Regions from separate parts of the Sus scrofa genome. Here region 2 is linked to region 1. Evidence: chromatin contacts called from public Hi-C data. All regions are on one chromosome and are shown on one strand. The core of a region is the stretch at or near the end of the contact, and the rest is flanking DNA. Distances in the headings are between cores, read along the strand shown. Region 1 overlaps ZDHHC14 (probable palmitoyltransferase ZDHHC14). Region 2 holds the start of ZDHHC14 (probable palmitoyltransferase ZDHHC14).

Region 1 (2,563 bases), core at 40-2,539:
CTTTCCATGGCAATATGTGTATGCACTGTCATGACATCCAGTTATGGTCCAGTTTTTAGTGTACATATCTCATTTGATTGTCAGATAATTTAAGTTCTGTATGACGTTGGAGTAATAGTTTATTTAAATCTGGCACTTATAGCTACAAAGATCCTTTGGGATCACATGCTGAACACAGAGATAGTAACATAGTACATAATTGCTGGATTTTAAAAAAAACCAAAAACATTTGCTATATTTACTTAACCTCATTTTAAATCCCCTTAATCCAATATCAAAACAAGATTAAACCTAGCAGTCGCATTATTTATTAGTTTCACAGATATTGCTTTGCGTAGTCTAAAAAATCAAATATAATAGAACAAATAACTTGAACAAACATAAACAATAATGTAAAACAAAAGAATACAAAGGAAGCATTCCTCCTAACCTACAGTTTAGGTAGATTTTAGAAATTTATAGTGTTTTCATTATAGAAAATGAGCATTCGTAAGAACCCAGAACCAAGCTTCACAGCCAAACAGAAATAACTGATGCCCAGTGCCAACACTTTTGACAGAACTGGGGCAAAAGGAGTAAATCATTGCATTCATTCTTATTTGTGTACAAGACCCTCTAGAAAACACCTTGCTTTGGTTTTAGCTGCATTTAATCTGTACACTAGGTTCATTTCAGATAAGAAGTCAGCTAGAGAAAATAAAATACATTCCAACATGAGCAATTTTCTTTGAAAATCTGTAGAAACAAAAATAACTTATCTCTTATGGTATTTTTAAATTGTAACATTAAGTGATAATGTGTGTAACATCCAAACGTCTGACACCATAAACTTCTCTGCAAGTTAAATGCCAGTGCTTCATTTGGGCAGTAAATCAGCCAGCTGTCTCTGACTTACTGCAACCGCAGCAAAAGCTCCAGCACTCCAGACAGGATTCCTTTTATGCTGCCAGCAGAAGGACCTGTCCATTGACATCCCTACAAGCACTCACAGTTCTTTTCTATCAGTCGTCAGCATTGGGATGATTTCTGGCCTAAAAAAGGGCCATTTCCTATGGTTCAACCTCATATTTGATAAACATGAACCTGTGAAGTGTTTTGGCATGAAAACAGGAGTTTCTCAATTCCCTCTTCAAAGGGGTGGATTTTCACTGTCTAATATCCAGCTGCTTGGTTGCCTCTCCTTAAGATTCTATAAATGGTTAGATACATTGAAATATACACCCCAAGGCTTCTTGAATTTCTTGCTGGCATGGAAGCCCTGCTACCAAGCTCTGAGAGAAAAAAGTGAGCAGTAAGGTCTCCCCCTACTGGTTGAAAAGAAGAGTCCTCAAGTGAACAGCCCAGAGGGCGGGTTGGTGGCATAAAAAGGTCAAAGTTAAGAGAGAGGCAGGAGGAAAAGGAGAGGAGGAAGAGGAAAGAGGGGGAAAGGAGGCGTGGGAGGGAAGCTGACGAAAGACAGGGTGAGAGGGAGTGAGGAGAGAACTGACGAGGCCAGAGAGGGAGAACACAAAGGAGGAAAACCAACAAGACCCGAGCACATAAAATTAGAAGCAAAAGGCAGAAAGGCAGAGGCGTAAGGACATTTTCTTCATGGGTCGTCTTCACAATAACCCTGAAAATATCCTCGAAGTTCCCATATGGGGATTGTGGTGTTTGATCCATCCGTCCTCCTCGGAATTTTGGCAGCATGCAAGATGAGGGAAAGGCTGCCTTTTCTTTAAATCAGATAATCTCAGCCATTGAGTTTCTTCTGAGAAGTTAAAATCATGCAAATTTAATATCATGAGCCTTACAGATTCCACTGGGTAGAACCCTTGCCTGCTCCATGGTTAGAACCCATTTTCGTGTCCTGTTATGAAACAATAGGACATTTACACAGACCATATCCTGTGGAAGAAAGCCTGGTTCCTGAGCACCCTCAGATGGGCTTGGTCTTCTGAATAGAAATCAGTTTGAATGTGGGCAACTGTTTTCAAAGTTCTGGGTGGCAGCAGGATTAGACCCTGAGGTTCCTGGTCCCAGCGATGTGCTCACTGATACACGTCTCGCCACAGGGTGAACTGGGGGAGGGGATGCAGACAGAGTAGGTTCATTATTAATATGAAACAGTCCCAAAACAAGGGACATATCCACAGCCATACTCCACAGTCCTCTTTTAACGTATTTAAGCAAATCCCTATAGAAGAGGCGCTTGAAGTCAGATAATATAAGTCAGCGTTCAAAATAATCATTTGGAAAAGATTTGTGGGTGACATTTTTGAGTTTTTAAAGATTAAATGGCTTAGGCTAAATGCCTTCTTTCACATATTTAAGTCCTTAAGCTTTCCCCATGGGAAACGGGAGAGCATTTTCAGTGGGGTCCTGCTGTGAGCCTGGGCACGGATTTGCTACAGTTTTAGTGTGCTGTTTGTTTGGCTGCAGGAAAGCGCCAAGGGGTGTGTGCAGGAGCGGACCCAGGTTTGGAGGGGTCTGAGTGCTGCAATTTGGAGCTCTCTTTAAGAAAAAGATAACAATATGCAAAACAAAACAATAAGCAAGGCCTTGGAGAACAGCAAGCAAAAGG
Region 2 (2,563 bases), core at 19-2,518, 260 kb before region 1:
GCCCCGCTGCGGGAGGGAGAGGAAGAGTCGGGGCGGGCCGAGGAGGGTCACCTCTCCGCGCCGGTTACTCAGCTCCCCAAGAGTCGCAAGAATGGGTTTGCGTGTTGCTGTGTGAATGTGTGCCCCGAGGTGGCAGCGGCAGCGGCAGCCGGGAATAAACCCGGAGGAGAAGCCGGGAAGCGAACAGAAGTCTGCGGGAGAGCGCGCGGCGGGGCAGCCGTTCCCTGGCCGGAGCAGCCCTCGGGCGATGCCGGAGGGAGCCCAGCGCACGCCCTGGGGCTGCGCCTGGCCTCCCGGTGGGGACAGGGGCGGGGGCCGGGCCGAGCCCGTGCGGGCTTCGCGGACGAGAAGGAGGAGCCGGAGGAGGAGCCCGGCAGGCCAGGCGCGGGCCGCCGCCCACCCGGCCGGGAGGAGGCGGACCCGTTCAGAGCGCGGCGCGCGCGCCGGCTTCAGCCTTGCAAACAAGTGTCTGTGGCGCTCGCCCCGCGGCCCAGAGACGCGCTCCGCCGCCCCCGGCGGCCCTCCTGGCGCCCGGCCTGGCTCCTATGGGGCAGGAGAGAACGAGGGAGCCACTGGCCGCGCAGCCCGCGAGCCGCCGCCGCGACCCTCGGCCCGGGCGGCCCCCGCAGCCCCGCGCGGGGGCCGCGGACTCGGCTCGGCTGCCAGGCGCGCCGGCGCGGGGTCGCCGCGCGAGCAGCGCCCAGGCTGTCGCCGAGCCCGCTCCTGACAGAATAACGTGCTCGGTTTCCCCACCCCTGGGAGGGGTTGCCGGGGCCGCCAGCTGCCTCCCAGTTTCCATCGCTCTCTCCTGGGGAGGATCCGCCGCCGGGAGGAAGGATTAGAATAAACCTGGTCGAGGCGCAGAAGTGGCTCCCCAGGAAGCCGGCGCCCGGGCCGCCGCCTCGTGTCCCCTCGGGGCGCAGCGCTCGGGGGTCGGCGGGCCGGAGCCGAGGCGCGGCCGGCGGGCCGGGGGCGGCGGGGCCGAGCAAGCCGCTGCGCGAGGGGGCGGCGGGCGCGCGGCGAGCCGGGGGGCGGCCGGGCAGCCCCCCGCGCCCCGCGGGGCCCCGGAGCCCCGACACGCGGGCTGGAAGCGACTGAGGACCGCCGCCGCGGGCTGCGGGCGAGCACCGTCCCTCTAGGCAGGGGATCCGGCTATGACAGCTGGGCTCCCCAAAGGGTTAACCTGGGTGTCCTCGGCAAAGTTGTCGCCGAGCCGGGAGCCCGCGTAGGGGCCGCGGCGCCGAGGCTCGGGGGCGGTCGGGCGGCCGGCGGCGGTCGTGGCTCGGCGGGGCCCGCGCGGCCGGGGGGCTGCTGGGGGTGTGCGCCCCCAGCCGGCTGCCCTCGTGGATGCCTCCCGGCGGCGGCGGGCCCATGAAAGACTGCGAGTACAGTCAGATCAGCACCCACAGCTCCTCCCCCATGGAGTCGCCCCACAAGAAGAAGAAAATCGCGGCCCGGAGGAAATGGGAGGTTTTCCCGGGAAGAAACAAGTTCTTCTGCAACGGGAGGATCATGATGGCCCGGCAGACGGGCGTCTTCTACCTGACTCTCATCCTCATCCTGGTCACCAGCGGACTCTTCTTCGCCTTCGAGTAAGTGGCGGCGAACGCTCCCCGACGCCCGCACCCCTCGCCTCCCCGACCCCTGCCCCTCTCCCGGCCACTTTCGTTTTCTAGGAGCCTTATCGATGGTATATTGTTATATAATACAGACCGCTCTCCCTCTTCTGCAAAGGTCTCTTTGCTGTTTGGTCCCCAGAGAGAATGCAGTTCTGGGTCGGGCTCTGGGAATGGAGGAGAGGGGACGCTTGGAAGGCGCGCTGGCCTTGTGGCTCCCCGAGGTTGAGTGGCATCTCGCAGGTGACTGATTCTCGGCGCTGGCTCTGAGTTTGGCGACTACTAGCGCGGCAGCCCAGGTGTAGCCTTCGGTGGGAAGCCGGCACGAGGCAGATTCCTAAGTCAGGGATGAGAGACTCGACTTCCTTTCCTGCTCACAAGCTGTAGGGCAGCTCGCTAGTCTCCGTTCCCTAAATCCTGTGCGTACCTTCGCTGAATAATGAGACATCTTGGATATTTTAGGTCTCAAAGTGTAGGCCACCTGCGGTGGCCTAGAAGGATAATTTCATTTTTCCTCTCTTAAGATGTTCACTCTTGGTCAACAATTTCTGATTTACCATGAGGTTTCTAGACTCTTCACTTTTTAAAAAGTTTCAATAAAAAGAAAAAAATGTTCCAAACAAACACTTTCCCCTCCCCTCCCTATATTTGGGAGCAGGTGAAAGGAGATCGTAGGCCTGTTCAGGAAAAGTATGACACGGCATGTTAACTTCCGATTCTAGAAACAATACTTTGGGATTTTAGGGCTTTTATCCAGAAAAAGGTGCATGCAAGTCTTCACCGTTTTCAGGAAAATCAAATTGGCCAGTAGCAACTATCCCCCTGCCAACTAATGAAAGATCTTCTTATGTATTAATAGTATTAAATAAAGTAGTTTAACACATTCCAGAATCAATTTCAGTTGCTCTTATTGGGTCCAACATTTAGAATGCAGTTTCTTATGTAAT

What was found. A called contact is a pair of places that touch in the nucleus more often than the background predicts.
Region 2: a Hi-C map of skeletal muscle shows a contact between it and region 1, with 4 times the contacts expected there. The contact joins the promoter of ZDHHC14 here to the enhancer-like site in region 1. A contact is called at or near these places in 2 of 47 Hi-C or Micro-C datasets (embryonic fibroblasts and skeletal muscle) and 2 of 2 datasets of contacts at active chromatin or transcription factors (alveolar macrophages and skeletal muscle).

What each region holds. Positions count from the first base shown.
Region 1 is chr1:9,356,382-9,358,944 of Sscrofa11.1, reverse strand. The region is part of intron 8 of ZDHHC14 (probable palmitoyltransferase ZDHHC14); the gene reads left to right. Among named protein-coding and RNA genes, the nearest start is that of SNX9, 120 kb to the right of the region's middle. Within about 2 kb of position 1,289, at least 3 of the 83 cell types and tissues checked have an H3K27ac peak or open chromatin away from gene starts, as enhancers often do. A contact at or near this core is called in skeletal muscle, where this site is marked.
Region 2 is chr1:9,618,424-9,620,986 of Sscrofa11.1, reverse strand. It overlaps ZDHHC14 (probable palmitoyltransferase ZDHHC14), which reads left to right and starts at 1,268. Exons shown (of 9, transcript XM_021086485.1): 1 at 1,268-1,592. The coding sequence starts at 1,348.